3 separate regions of the Pan troglodytes genome follow, and all the other regions are linked to region 2. A link is a contact called in public HiChIP or PLAC-seq data. All regions are on one chromosome and are shown on one strand. Each heading gives the region's core, a stretch centred on a gene start, on an enhancer-like site or on the middle of the called end of the contact. The rest is flanking DNA. Distances are from core to core; before and after follow the strand shown. Region 1 holds the start of DOC2A (double C2 domain alpha). Region 2 holds the start of MAZ (MYC associated zinc finger protein). Region 3 holds the start of HIRIP3 (HIRA interacting protein 3).

Evidence for each region. HiChIP or PLAC-seq counts read pairs in DNA pulled down with a chosen protein or histone mark.
Region 1: a contact with region 2 is called in an H3K4me3 HiChIP or PLAC-seq map of stem cell-derived excitatory neurons, with 8 times the contacts expected there. The contact joins the promoter of DOC2A here to the promoter of MAZ in region 2. A contact is called at or near these places in 1 of 7 Hi-C or Micro-C datasets (stem cell-derived neural progenitor cells) and 1 of 1 datasets of contacts at active chromatin or transcription factors (stem cell-derived excitatory neurons).
Region 3: an H3K4me3 HiChIP or PLAC-seq map of stem cell-derived excitatory neurons shows a contact between it and region 2, with 5 times the contacts expected there. The contact joins the promoter of HIRIP3 here to the promoter of MAZ in region 2. A contact is called at or near these places in 1 of 7 Hi-C or Micro-C datasets (stem cell-derived neural progenitor cells) and 1 of 1 datasets of contacts at active chromatin or transcription factors (stem cell-derived excitatory neurons).

Annotation. Positions count from the first base shown.
Region 1 is chr18:32,178,622-32,183,493 of NHGRI_mPanTro3-v2.0_pri, reverse strand. It overlaps DOC2A (double C2 domain alpha), which reads right to left and starts at 3,408. Exons shown (of 12, transcript XM_063796939.1): 1 at 3,117-3,408. It overlaps TLCD3B (TLC domain containing 3B), which reads right to left. Exons shown (of 6, transcript XM_016928785.4): 6 at 4,551-4,872. C16H16orf92 (chromosome 16 C16orf92 homolog) reads left to right here and starts at 3,321. Exons shown (of 5, transcript XM_024349484.2): 1 at 3,321-3,527; 2 at 3,850-4,008; 3 at 4,122-4,209. The coding sequence starts at 3,344.
Region 2 is chr18:32,394,586-32,399,288 of NHGRI_mPanTro3-v2.0_pri, reverse strand. MAZ (MYC associated zinc finger protein) reads left to right here and starts at 1,344. Exons shown (of 6, transcript XM_016928774.4): 1 at 1,344-1,825; 2 at 2,454-2,540; 3 at 2,626-3,470; 4 at 3,872-3,935; 5 at 4,213-4,384. The coding sequence starts at 1,790. KIF22 (kinesin family member 22) reads left to right here. Exons shown (of 14, transcript NM_001280277.1): 12 at 460-672; 13 at 761-820; 14 at 909-1,029. The coding sequence ends at 956. It overlaps LOC129137429 (a long non-coding RNA gene), which reads right to left and starts at 4,096. Exons shown (of 2, transcript XR_008540009.2): 1 at 3,624-4,096; 2 at 76-1,192. It overlaps LOC129137428 (nascent polypeptide-associated complex subunit alpha, muscle-specific form-like), which reads right to left. Exons shown (of 4, transcript XM_063796327.1): 4 at 4,287-4,703.
Region 3 is chr18:32,204,764-32,209,430 of NHGRI_mPanTro3-v2.0_pri, reverse strand. It overlaps HIRIP3 (HIRA interacting protein 3), which reads right to left and starts at 1,687. Exons shown (of 7, transcript NM_001280458.1): 1 at 1,620-1,687; 2 at 1,422-1,542; 3 at 1,182-1,296; 4 at 1-922. The coding sequence starts at 1,684. INO80E (INO80 complex subunit E) reads left to right here and starts at 2,341. Exons shown (of 9, transcript XR_010152328.1): 1 at 2,341-2,475; 2 at 2,631-2,701; 3 at 2,892-2,944.

The DNA.
Region 1 (4,872 bases), core at 2,159-4,658, 220 kb after region 2:
TTCCTGACTAGCTGGGACTATAGGCACATACCACCATGCCTAGTTAATCTTTTTTTTTTTCTTTTTCTTTTTGAGATGAAATTTCACCCTGTCACCCAGGCTGGAGTGCAGTGGCGCAATTTAGGCTCACCGCAACCTCTGCCTCTTGTGTTCAAGCAGTTCTCCTGTCTCGGCCTCCCGAGTAGCTGGGACTACAGGCGCATGCTACCGCACCCGGCTTATTTTTGTATTTTTAGTAGAGACGGGGTTTCACCATATTGGTCAGGCTGGTCTTGAACTCCTGACCTCAGGTGATCCACTTGCCTCGGCCTCCCAAAGTGCTGGGATTATAGGTGTGAGCCACCGCGCCCAGCCTTTTTTTGGATTTTTAGTAGAGAGGAGATTTAATCATGTTGGGCAGGCTGGTCTCGAACTCCTGGCCTCAAGTGATCCACCCATCTTGGCCTCCCAAAGTGCTGGGATCATAGGTGTGAGCACCACGCCTGGCCCAAAAACCACATTACTGAGTCCCTTCTGCTGCCTCTCACATGCCTTGTGGCTTTGGATAAATCCCTTCCTTTTTCTTAGAAGTGATCTGCGTGGCGGCTCACACCTGTCATCCCAGCATTTTGGGAGGCCAGGGTGGGAGAATCACTTATGCCCAGGAGTTTGAGACCAGCCTGGGCAACATAGCAAGACTCCATCTCTGCAAAGAAAAAAAGAAGTAGGCTGGGCGCAGTGGCACACGCCTGTAATCCCAGCACTTTAGGAGGCCGCGGAGGGCAGATCACTTGAGGTCAGGAGTTTGAGACCAGACTGACCAACATGATGAAACTCCGTCTCTACTTTAAAAAACTACAAAAATTAGCCAGGCATGGTGGCATATGCTTTTGATCCCGGCTACTCGGGAGGCTGAGGCAGGAGAATCGCTTGAACCAAGGAGGCAGAGGTTGCAGTGAGCCAAGATCGTGCCACTGCACTCCAGCCTGGGCAACAGACAGAGACTCCATCTAAAAAACAAAACAAAAAATAGGCAGGTGTGGTGGTGCACGCCTGTGGTCCCAGCTACTTGGGAGGCTGAGGTGAGAGGATCGCTTGAGCCCAGGAGGTCGAGGCTGCACTCCAGCCTGGGTGACAGATAGAGCAATATCCTGTCTCAAAAAAAGGGAAGCCATCAGCGCAGCACAGGGGAAGCAGCCCACGTGAGCCAGTCCCATAGATATTCGTTTCCCTCCTTCCCCACCCCCGCCCCGCTGCCCCCTTTTTTTCTCTCTCTGGGCTTTTTACTTGTTTAGGAACTCGAAGCGGTTCATGGCAAGTACCCCGAGTCCTAGCCCACCTGCTCTCTGCATAGGGTTGCGGCAGAGCACCTCACACGCGCAGATACACGCCTGGCTTTAGGGGAAGTCGCGGCACTGGGTCTGCAGAGTCCGCTGAGCACGCACCTTGGTTGTGAAACTAAGGAAACCCTGGAGTGTCCTTGGGCTTGGGTGGGATGGAACATGCCCGTGACAGACAGGCCCACCTGCCAATCAGAAGGGCGCTCTCCTTAGCTGGGATGGGGCCGCAGGAGTGGAAATGGCTGTTGGGAGGTGGCAGAGATGGGAGATGGGGTGGCCACGGGGGAGCCGCCGGCCACAGAAGAGGAAACGGAGGTGCAGGGAGCGGAGTCTGCGAAGGACGCGTGGATGGCCAAGAGATGTGCCTCGGAAAGGGCCGAGGGACTTCCTCTGACCAACCCCCGACGGCCATTCCCAGCCATCCGTTTTCCTGCAGCCGCGGATGCAACCTGTGGAAGAGGCGGGAGGAGGCCCGGGAGTCCGCCCCGCTGCGCCTTCCCTAGGGTGGGAGCGTGGACTCAGGCGCGACCGCTGCTGCCACCTAGTGGGAGACGCCTGCTACTCCTCTCGGTTCCTAACCCCAGGGTCGTTCCCGGCTGAGCACTAAGGAGGGGGCGGGGGAGGACGGAGAGAGCCCTGTGCCCCTGGATCTGCGGATAGGATGCAAGGGGGAGCCTCAGAGAGGAACCCCCCCCGCCCCAGGAAGTGTGCATTGCCCACACTACTTTTCCCCTCTGTGCCGTGATTTCCTCCCGTGTATAAGGGAGGCAAGAGTACCTGCCTCTGGGCTGGGCTTGGTGGCTCACGCCTGTAATCCCAACACTTTGGGAGGCCGAGGCAGGCGGATCATCCGAGTTCAGGAGTTCAAGACCAGCCTGGCCAACATGGTGAAACCCCATCTCTACTAAAAATACAAAAATCAGCCGGACAGTGGTGGTGCGCGCCTGTAATCCCACTCCAGGAGGCTGAGGCAGGAGAATCGCTTGAACCCAGGAGGTGGAGGTTGCAGTGAGCTGAGATTGTGCCTCTGCTCTCCAGCCTGGCGGACAGAGTGAAACTCCATCTCAAAAAAAAAAAAAAGAGTACCTGCCTCTGAGGGTCAGTGCAAGAGCAAATGAACCAATTTGTGCAAGGTACTTGGCCATAAATGGGGTCCAGCCAGCATAGTAATAGGTGTTCAATAAATGCTACCCGCTGGGCATGGTGGCTCATGCCTGTAATCCCAGCACTTTGGGAGGCCGAAGCTGGAGGATCACCTGAGGCCAGAAGTTCGAAACCAGCCTGGGCAACATAGCAAGCCCTCATCTCTACAAAAAATGCAAAAATTAGCCAGGCATGGTGGCACATGCCTGTGGTCCCAGCTACTCAGGAGGCTGATGTGGGAGGATCACTTGAGGCCAGGAGTTCAAGGCTGCAGTAATCATACCACTGTACTCCAGCCTGGGTGACAGAGTGAGACCCTGTCTCTGAAAATACATAAAATAGGCCCGGCGCTTTGGGAGGCCGAGGCGAACAGATCACCTGAGGTGAGGAGTTCAAGACCAGCCTGACCAACATAGTGAAACCCTGTCTCTACTAAAAATACAAAAATTAGCTGGGTGTGGTGGCAGGCAGATAAAAGGAAGGGATTTATCCAAAGCTGTAATCCCAGATACTCAGGAGGCTGAGGCAGGAGAATCACTTGAACCCAGGAGGCAGAGGCTGTAGAGAGCCAAGATGGCGCCACTGCATTCCCACCTGGGTGACAGACAGAGACCCTGTCTCCAAAAAAATGAAAATAAATAAAACAAATGTTACCTGTGGTTGATCCAAGGGGTAACCGGAGGTGTGTGGCCCTGTGCCACCACCCCAAATTGTGCCTGTTGTCCAAACACAGCTTCCTTTAGTTCGGGCTTTCAGCAAGATGGCCCTGCCGCATCCCTCCTCTTTGTAAATGCTGGGGCTGCCACCATTATGGTTTTATCATCAGTGACATTCCAGGGGGTGAAGACTGGTCCCAACCTCTCCTCTCCTCTCCTCTTCTGATGAGAGTGAGGGATGGGGGAGGGGTCCCAGCTCCTAGCACTTTCTCCCCTCACCCCAAAGTGCCATCAGAACAGCTCTGGGCTGTGACATCACAGAGCCCCCACCTCATGATAGGAGTCATGAGGCTGTGGCCATGGGTGCTGGTGTGGGTGTGGCTGGCTGCACTAGGGGCCATAGAAACTGGTAAGAAGCTGTCTTGGGAGCAGCAGGAAGGCAGGCAGCTCTGGGAGCATAAAGTGTGATGCCCACTTAGGGACTCGGAAGCCAACCCTGCACCCTCTCATTTTCTCTCCACTCTTCTCTCCCATCCTGCTGGTCCCACCTACCCCCCAACAACTGCGGGCCTTGTCGTGGTGCACCCAGCTGACCCTGAGGGAAATCAAGACCCTCCACAGCCTCTGCAATAAGGCTGGGTAGTCTCACAGGGTCCCAAGTCAGCTTCCACCTCGAGAGATAAAGGCAGGGGTCAGCTTGGCTGTTGTCACAGAGTTTGCTTGGGTCCTAGCCCCCAGACCCAAGCGTGCCACGGCGTCAGCCCTGGGGACAGAGTCTCCGCGCTTCTTAGACAGACCTGACTTCTTCGATTATCCGGACTCAGACCAAGCCAGGCTACTGGCTGTGGCCCAGTTTATTGGAGAGAAACCCATCGTGTTCATTAACTCAGGTATGAACCAGCCTGAGAAGGGACCTCCCTCCCCGCCAGGGTCTGGAGGAGAGCAGCCCCAGACCCTTCATTGGGCCATCAGAGGGGAGTTAAGGGTCCTGTTTGTCTAGCAGGTTCCAGCCCCGGGCTCTTCCATCACATCCTGGTGGGCTTCCTGGTGGTGGCGTTCTTCTTTCTCCTTTTCCAGTTCTGCACCCACATGTAAGGCCTGCCCCCTTTCTCCAACCCCCCCCCACCACCACCTTCCTTGGGAGCGGCTGAAGACCCCAGTTCTAGCGGGGCAGGCTGTGACCTCTCCCCTCTGATCTCCATGCCCCACAGAAACTTCCAGAAAGGGGCCTAAAGAGCCGGACAAGGACTCTGGACTCAACCTGAGCACCCACACCCACCTCCTCTCCTGTTGATGAGCAAAAGTTCCCTGCTTTCCTCCTCCCTGACTGCCCAGCGAGCAGCCGGGGATCCTGTCCCCTCTGTTTCCCATGGCCCAAGCCCCCCACCTCCTCCCTTCCCAGCCCCAAAGAACTTGGTGGCAAGGGCCTTGGTGGCGTTCACGCAGATCGTCTTTTATTAGCGGTCTGTAAAGCACCTCCCAGGGTCCCCCGACCCCAGATTGGAGGAAGCCTTGAGAGGTCAGTAGCACCAGGGACATGGCAGGGCCCGAGGGCGCGATGTGCAGCCGATGGTGAGGGACTGGGCGCCCTCGCCTGCCCCCGGGGTTGTCAGCACTGGGAAGGCTTGGGGGTAGCAGCCACCTCCTTCCCCCAACCCAACAGACTAGTTCAAATTTGGGTAAATAAATAAAATAAATAAGATTCCTCAAGCTGGCCTACCCTGGAGAGGAGCCGTGGTTGCAGCCGGCCACTC
Region 2 (4,703 bases), core at 95-2,594:
AAGCAGTCAAGCATGAAACCACACATATGCACATACCCAGAATCGAACACCACTAGAACTACCCAAAAACTGAGATGGTTGGGGGAGGTATGATTTATTCATATTACTTTCTCCCATGTACTTTTTGAAAGACAGCTTATTCTTTCCCTTTTAGAGATGAGGGACCAGATTTAAGAGCTCATTTTGTGCTTTACATTCATTAACTCACTTGATCTCCACAGCAACTCCATGAGAAGGGTGCTAATATTACCACTGGGTACTGAGTAGTACCTCTCTTTCACTAGTTGCATAATGAGAATTACCCCAGAGAGTGACCTGAGGGCGGGATTTTGGACACACTTGACAAGAGAGGAAGAGGCTGGAGCGCAGGAGGTAGCCGGTGCTGGGCTCCTAGTTTTGGCAGAGGAGCCCAAAGCACTTGGCTGCCCTGCGTGTCACTCATCTCCCTTTGCCTCCCAGCTGGAGTCCCTGGATGCCCTAGAGCCTGAGGAGAAGGCTGAGGACTGCTGGGAGCTACAGATCAGCCCGGAGCTACTGGCTCATGGGCGCCAAAAAATACTGGATCTGCTGAACGAAGGCTCAGCCCGAGATCTCCGCAGTCTTCAGCGCATTGGCCCGAAGAAGGCCCAGCTAATCGTGGGCTGGCGGGAGCTCCACGGCCCCTTCAGCCAGGTAGCAGCCCACTGGACTGGGGGAGGGCGGGGGCAGGGGAGACCGGGTACCCCCGAGACTCTGTCCCCTATCGATCCTGTCCCGCCAGGTGGAGGACCTGGAACGCGTGGAGGGCATAACGGGAAAACAGATGGAGTCCTTCCTGAAGGTGAAGTCACGGCCCTGCCCCTCCTCTGCCTGTCCTGCGCCCCGCACCCCTCTCTAACGTCGCTGTCTCCCTCCCTCCTGTGTTGCAGGCAAACATCCTGGGTCTCGCCGCCGGCCAGCGCTGTGGCGCCTCCTGACCGTCGTCTCCTCACTCCGCCTTTTCAAAGTTTTGTATAACCCCGTGTTGTGTAAATACAGTTTTTGCTCCGGTGCTTCCGCCTGATTTTTGGGGCTGCGGGGGCGGGTCCGGAGTGTGACCGCCTCGGGGTGGGCCGCGAGCAAGGCCGGCGACTCCACTGGGCGCCATCTTCGGGGAACGACTCAGCGCAGGATTGTAAATACACCGCTGGAGTGGGGCGGGGAGGACGGTGGCCTGCAGGACGCAAAAAGCGGAAGCCGAAGCATGAGGCCTGCGACCGTTAGGCGGGCGCGCGCTCAGGGATTAGCCCCGCCCCGTCCGTGCCCCCGGCGCGCGCTCCCCCATTCTCCCGCTCGGCAACGACGGCGGCCTTGTGCGCGTGCGCGCGAAATAACGGCCGCTGGCGGAGGGAGGGGGGGTGGAATCGTTGGCGGGGGAAAGAGGAGAGAAGCCGCCCTGTCTCCCGCGCGCCCACCACCTGCGCCATCATCAGCCAATCAGCAGCCATCTCAGGGGTCTCGCGCTCGGGGCGACTCGGGCTGCTGGGTGGCTCCCCCGTCCCTCCTCCCGCCAGAGTCCCTCTCGCGCCTGCCCCTCCCGCTGGCCACGCGCGCGCTCGCGCTAGCGCTCGCGCCCGCTCCAGCCTCTTGTGTGTCCTCGCGCCCCCCGCCCGCCCTCCCCGCGCGTAGTGTGCTCCGCTTCCCCCACCCTCCACCTCCCCCCTCCTGCCCGCCCCGCGCGCCTCCTCCCCGGGTTCCCCCTCCCCCACCGCCGCCTCCTCCTCCTCCCGCCCCAGGGTGAGCGCGAGCCACCTCCCTCCCTCCCTCCGCCATGGATCCCAGCAACTGGAGCAGCTTCATCTTCCAGGTAACAACCCCCTCCCCCCGCCCCCACCCCCCTGCCCACACCCCCTCCTGCCCGCCCTCCCTCCCGTCCCACCCCCCCTCCGCGCGCCCGGTGCGCGCGCAGCTGTCCCCCTCCCTCCCTCGCGCCCTCCCCCGCCCTCCCCGAGGCGCCGGCTGGGCGCGCGCGCGGCGGGGGCCGAGGCTGCTCCCTCGCTCCCCCCACCCCGCCCCGCCAGGCTCCAACAGCCGCCGCTGCCGCCGCCGCCGCCGCCCGGGCCCCCGCCCCCGGCCCCGGCCCCGCGGGGCCTCCCGCCCCCACCCAGGGGGCGTCGTCGCCGCGGCGCTCCGCGGCCCGCAAGGCGCCCTCTTTCCCTCCCTCCCTCCCTCCCGCCGGCCGGGGTGCGCGGGCGGCGGGGCGGCCCGCGGGCCATGCGTTCGGCGCGGCCCAGCCCGGCCGGCCGGGGGCGGCGCCCCGAGCCCGGGCCCCGCGCGGCCAGCGCCCCCGGCCCCCGCTGAGCCCCGGGGGCCCCGCTGCGGCCGAGGCCATGTTCCCGGTGTTTCCTTGCACGCTGCTGGCCCCCCCCTTCCCCGTGCTGGGCCTGGATTCCCGGGGGGTGGGCGGCCTCATGAACTCCTTCCCGCCACCTCAGGGTCACGCCCAGAACCCCCTGCAGGTCGGGGCTGAGCTCCAGTCCCGCTTCTTTGCCTCCCAGGGCTGCGCCCAGAGTCCATTCCAGGTGAGTAGGGCCGGCCGCGGCGGCCCGGGCTGGGGGGGGGACGCCCGCCCGCACCCGCGGCCCACTCGGCGCCTTGTCTCCGCAGGCCGCGCCGGCGCCCCCGCCCACGCCCCAGGCCCCGGCGGCCGAGCCCCTCCAGGTGGACTTGCTCCCGGTGCTCGCCGCCGCCCAGGAGTCCGCCGCGGCTGCTGCGGCCGCTGCCGCCGCTGCTGCCGCCGTCGCTGCCGCGCCCCCGGCCCCTGCTGCCGCCTCCACGGTGGACACAGCGGCCCTGAAGCAGCCTCCGGCGCCCCCTCCGCCACCCCCGCCAGTGTCGGCGGCCGAGGCCGCGCCCCCCGCCTCCGCCGCCACTATCGCCGCGGCGGCAGCCACCGCCGTCGTAGCCCCAACCTCGACGGTCGCCGTGGCCCCGGTCGCGTCTGCCTTGGAGAAGAAGACAAAGAGCAAGGGGCCCTATATCTGCGCTCTGTGCGCCAAGGAGTTCAAGAACGGCTACAATCTCCGGAGGCACGAAGCCATCCACACGGGAGCCAAGGCCGGCCGGGTCCCCTCGGGTGCTATGAAGATGCCCACCATGGTGCCCCTGAGCCTCCTGAGCGTGCCCCAGCTGAGCGGAGCCGGCGGGGGAGGGGGAGAGGCGGGTGCCGGCGGCGGCGCTGCCGCAGTGGCCGCCGGTGGCGTGGTGACCACGACCGCCTCGGGGAAGCGCATCCGGAAGAACCACGCCTGCGAGATGTGTGGCAAGGCCTTCCGCGACGTCTACCACCTGAACCGACACAAGCTGTCGCACTCGGACGAGAAGCCCTACCAGTGCCCGGTGTGCCAGCAGCGCTTCAAGCGCAAGGACCGCATGAGCTACCACGTGCGCTCACATGACGGCGCTGTGCACAAGCCCTACAACTGCTCCCACTGTGGCAAGAGCTTCTCCCGGTGTGCACGGGGCCTCGGCCGCCCGCTAGGCCGTGGGGAGGGAGGGACGCGACGGAGGTGGCCTGGCCGTGGCTGGCGGGGAGGGAGGCGGCTGCTGAGGCTGGGGAAGGGGAGCCACTCCCAGGGCGGAGGGAGGAAGCCTCTCTCGGTTACCAGGGAGCAAGGGGTGGTCCTTTGTCGAGGAGGTGGGCCTTGGGGTTGACGGAAGCTTCGCGTGGGAGGAGGCGGCGGCGGCGGCAGCGGCTGCTGGGCTCCAGGGGAGGGATTTCCTGCTGAAGTGGCGCTGTGACGGCCTGGGCTCCGGGAGGAGGCGCAGGGATCCTCGGAAAGGCCTGTGGTGCAGTTTGGTGGATTTGGGGCGCACCACCTCCGCCCTAACCCCAACCCCAACGTGTCCCCAGGCCGGATCACCTCAACAGTCACGTCAGACAAGTGCACTCAACAGAACGGCCCTTCAAATGTGAGGTAGGAAGCCCGCCTCCTCCTGTCCTGGTTTTCATGATTTTGATCCTCATGGTAGCTGTCTGAGTCAGTCTCTCAGACTCCCTTTTTCTCTCTCTTCTTTTTGCCTTTTTGCTCCATTTTCTCATCCCTTCTTCAAGGCCTCATCATGTCACTCCCATTTCCTACAGATCAAAGATCCCCAAGGCTCTGATTCCTTTAATCTCTTGCTCCCCCCTCCCCAGCCCACCAAGCTTTAACTCTCCTGTGACACCCCCCCACGCCCCTCCCCCCTCCTCAGAAATGTGAGGCAGCTTTCGCCACGAAGGATCGGCTGCGGGCGCACACAGTACGACACGAGGAGAAAGTGCCATGTCACGTGTGTGGCAAGATGCTGAGCTCGGCTTATATTTCGGACCACATGAAGGTGCACAGCCAGGGTCCTCACCATGTCTGTGAGCTCTGCAACAAAGGTACATGCCGAGGGCTGCCGGGAGGGCCAGGGGCAGAGGGTGGGCGCCTGGCCAGACGCCTTGCCACGGATACGGGTTAAGGGTGCTGTAGCCAAGAGCTCGTGGCGTCTAGATTCCTACAAGAGGTCAAGGGAGCAGCGGGGGGACACCTGAATGAACATCATTAGACTCTAAGAAGTCCTGGTTGGAAGAGATGATCTGCCAGAGAGGTTGAACCTCCTGGTCATGTGTGGGGAAAGCAGGAGTGGAACTTGGCTGCTCTGGGGAAGGAGTAGTCAAGAAAGCGAGTTCCAGGGGTCACAAGGCAAGGTTTCCGCTG
Region 3 (4,667 bases), core at 438-2,937, 190 kb after region 2:
TCTGGACTTCCGTCTGAGGAGGAAGAGGAGCTTCGTGTCCTGCCTTTCCTGGAGCTCTTCTTGGAAGAGCGGTTCTTCCTCTCCCCCTGGGGGCCTCCCCCTGCCTCGCTGTCACTTACCTCCCTCTCCAAGTCACTTTCCTCACCACTGGTGCTGCCCAGTCTGGCCATCTTTCTAGAGCCTTTAGCTGTGGGTTCCCCCTTCCCACTGTCTTCCTCGTCCTCGCTGCTTCCACTCAACCTCTTCCCACCCTTAAGCTGGGTCCTGTCCTCACTGTTCCTCTGCACTGGGGGTTCTCTATCTCCCCCACTGTCATCCCCACTGCCTGCTGCCTCTTTCTGCTCTTCCTCGCTGTCTGAGTCTCCCAGGAGCCTCTTTGCCTGGCTTTTCTGCTTACAGCTTCTCTCCTCCCTAGCTGACTTTCTCCGGCCATTGCTCCTGGTTCTGGGTTTCCAATCCCCCTTTTCCTCATCCTCTTCTTTCTCTTCCTCCCCCACTTCCTCCTCTCTGTGCTCTTTCTTCTGGGCTAGGATCTCCTCTTCACTCTCCTGTTCACTTTCCTTCAGGCTTTTAGTTCCTTTATTTCCCTCCACCTTCTTTGCTGTCCTCTGAACGGGTTCTGCCTCGCTCTCCTCACTTTCTTCCCTGGCCTGCTTCCTACTGACTGAGGCCTTGCCTGGTGCCTGCTTCTTTACCACAGGTTTCTTCCTAGTCTTCCCCTTGTACCCCTTTTCCTCCTCCTCACTGCTCTCCTCTCCCCTCTGTGCGGGCAGGTCCCTCTGCCGTTCCTCATCACTGCTCTCCTCAACTGCCTTTGAGGCTCGCCTTGGATTCTCCTCTTTGGCTGGGCTGACTTCTGCTGCCACCCCATTCTTTGCTGGGGGTCCAAAGTAGTCTGGGCTGGAGGCTTCAGAGCCGGACTCTGGAATATGGAGAGGAGAGAGGGTTGAGACAGGCTCCTCCTGTCCCTTCTCCCTTCACTTCGGATAGGTTGCCTCGAGCCCTGCCCTGACAGTTGGAGGGGCAGCAGGAAACAGCTATCTGTACTTGCTGTTCCCGGTTCTTGACTCACTAGCCTTGCTCCCTCATCTAACGCCTGGGGACATAAGAGATGCGCAGTGAATGCTTCTTGATTGAACCAACGATGCAGAAGGCCCCCACAGCAGGGAGGAAGCACTAACCCGACTCTGAATTGAAGCGGAACCTTTTTCTCTCCGGGTCGCTACAAGGGGTGGGAGGCCTCTTGCCCTTCTTGGTAAGGTCCAGTTTGTCTTCCCTGGAAGCGGCTTCATCCACCTGTGTGTGCGCCAAGAGGGCAAACTATGCACCAAGGCTGCGCTCACCGCGCCCCGTCAGGCCCCTCCTCCTCAGCAGCAAGCCCCGCCTCCGCCTCCCGCGGCCCAGGCTCCGGCCCGGCACACCTGCATCTTCAGCAGCTCCTCCTCCACCAGCCGCTTCAGTGCCTGCTTCTCCTCGGGCTCCAGGTGGCTGCGGCCGGAGTGAGCCAAGTACCTCCGCCGCACGATGGAATGCGTAAGCGTGCTGCAGGGACATGGTGTCAGGACGGAGTCCCGTCCCACCCGCGCCCTTTCCAACCCCATCTCCAACCCCCTGGGCACCTGAGGTCCGGGCGGCCTCGGAAGAAGCTACGGGTGAACTCCTGCATCTCCTTCTCCCGCGCCATTTTGCTCAACCCGGGATTGACGGCTCCCGCCTTTTTTTCTTCTCGGCCTCCGTCAGCGCGTTTGACAGCGGCTCGCGCACGCGCAGTGCTGCGGCAACGTGGGGCGAGGGACCGTTGGCCCTTGGCCGCGGACCGCGTGGGCCGAGAACTTTGCCAGACGAGACTTGTTTTCTCTGGGCAGTTGGAGGGTCTCGCGGCTCCTACCCTTTTTTGGAACGGATCATTTTTAAAGTTCTCGTTAGAAACCAATTCGGCGCCGGCACCCTTTGGGTGAAACGTAATCAGCCCGCGACGCTGCCTTCCTCACTGGTCACGGGCAACAGCTAGGCTGCTGTTATTTCGCAAGGCAGAAGAGAAAAGGCATCCTCGCGAGCAGATGAGGAACCTCGGGGATAAATCCTTTTGTGGCTTCAAGTGTCTAAGTACATTAGAGTCAGGAACGGCGCTTTCCAGCGTCCGCCATTTTTGTGGCGTCACCGCGTCGCTGCTACGCCATCCCCAGCGCAGCCACTCGCTGCCGCGCTCCTGTCCCAGTGTCCCCCGGGAGGTCGGCCCATGCGGTGACGCCGCCTGAGCGCGGAGTACGCCGGGAGTTGTAGTCCTGACGGCACAGCCTTGCAGCGTCTCCGGAAGTGGAGGCGGGAGCGGCAGGGCAGCCCCTGCTTGGGGTAGCGGGAGGGCAGACTCTGGGCGCCACTCCCGGGCCGGTCATGAACGGGCCGGCGGACGGCGAAGTGGACTACAAAAAAAAATACCGGAATCTGAAGCGGAAGCTCAAGTTCCTCATCTACGTGAGTGCTGCCGCGGGAAGGCTGTGGGGGATGAGGCCTGGCGCGGACAAGATCTCAGTTTACCCAGGTGTAAAGTGGGTGGGGCGAGCGGCCGCTGGTTCCGGGGCCCTTCACAGAGGACCGTTGGCCCAGCGCACCCCTTGCCCGTGATACAGGAGCACGAGTGCTTCCAGGAGGAGCTGAGGAAAGCGCAAAGGAAATTACTGAAGGTGTCCCGGGACAAGAGGTGAGGCACGTTGCAGGGGCGGAGGGCGATGTGGTTCCTAGGGAATCTACATTCGGACCCCATCCCCGAGTAGGGCCACAAGTGCATGGGCTCTTTCAAGGATCCGATGGGCCAGCTGGGAGGGACAGGTACCCAGGAGGACATTGCTGCGCTGGAAAATCACTGTCCGTGTCTCCTTCCCTCCCCTCAGTTTCCTCCTAGACCGACTTCTGCAGTACGAGAACGTGGATGAAGACTCTTCGGGTGAGCAAGGTCTTCAAAAATTGGTGGAGAGCATGGTTCCTGGTACTTAGCAAGCTTCCTGGGCCCCCGCCTTTTAGGCAGTGGTGGCTGATGCAGCCCCCAGTGGTCCTTAAGCCTAGTTGCTTGCCTTCCACCTCCACCGTTCTTTCATTCAGGCACTTACTGAGCACCTATTGTGTTTCAGGCACTGTGCTTGGCACAGGGGATACAGCAGAGGCAGAGATAGGCAAAGCCCTTGGCCTCTTGTAATTTATATTCTAGTTGGGAAGAATAAGTAAATGAAGACAATAGACTAGAATTTTAGGTCATAGTAAGGACTTGAAGGTAATGAAAACAGTTATGCGGTAATGATTATAGTAGAACAGGGATTGATGAATTGTTTCTGCAAAGGGCCAGATGGTAAGTAAGCTTTTTGCAACATACAATCTTTGAAGCACCTACTGAACTCTGCCATTGTAGTAGCAGCCGTACCCCATAGGCAAATACATGAGTATGGCTATGTTTCTATAAAACTTTATAGGCACTGAAATTTGAATTTCATATTTTTCCATATGAAAAATTTTTCTTTAGTTTTTTTTTTTTTCCAACCGTTTAAAAGCTTAAAAGCCATTCTTGGCCAGGTGCAGTGGCCCACGCCTGTAATCCCAACACTTTGGGAGACCGAGGTGGGCGGATCACAAGGTCGGGAGTTCAAGACCAGCCTGACCAACATGGTGAAACCTCGTCTCAGGAAGATACAAAAATTAGTCGGGTGTGGTGGCGTGCACCTGTAATCCCAGCTACTGGGGAGGCTGAGGCAGGAGAATCATTTGAACCCTGGAGGCAGAGGTTGCAGTGAGCCGAGATCGCTGCCACTGCATTCCAGCCTGGGTGACAGGGCGAGACTCCGTCTCAAAAAAAAAAACAAAAAAACGCCATTCTTAGCTTGCAGACCACACAAGCAGGCAGCAGGCAACCTCTGAATGGAGTACTCAAGAAAGGCCTTTCACAGAGTGACATTTGAGTTGGGACCAGAGAAGAAACCAGCCTTCCATCCTGGGCAACATAGTGAGACCCCATCTCAATTAAAAAAAAATTAGCCATGTATAGTGGTGTATACATGTGGTCCCAGCTACTTGGGAGGCAGAACCAGGAGGATCCCTTGCCTGAAAGGTCAAGGCTGCAGTGAGCCATGATAGCACCGCTGTGCTCCAGCCTGGGTGACAGAGCAAGACTGTCTCAAAAGAAAGAAACCCCATCCTTGCTAATACAGTGAAACCCTGTCTCTACTTAAAATACAAAAAATTAGCCGGGGATGTTGGTGGGCACCTGTAGTCCCAGTTACTCGGGAGGCTGAGGCAGGAGAATGGCGTGAACCTGGGAGGTGGAGCTTGCAGTGAGCTGAGATTGCACTACTGCAGTCCAGCCTGGGCGACAGAGCCAGACTCCATCTCAAAAAAAAAAAAAAAAAAAAAAAAAACCAATCTTGTGAAGAAGTGGGCTAGAGCTGTCCCGGCAGAATAATATAAATGCAGCTACCCTGAGGTAAGAACAGGTCAGGCTTGGTTGAAGAGCAGAGGCATGAAAGAGAGAGAACACTGTTTTCGTCCTTTTAATTGAATATTGTCTGCAGTTAACTATATTTTACATCATAACCAGGGCCCCACATGTTAAACAAAACAAAGTTTAACGAAACATTTTTAAGATCACTGTATCCAATTCATCCTGACACTTTTTAGACTGC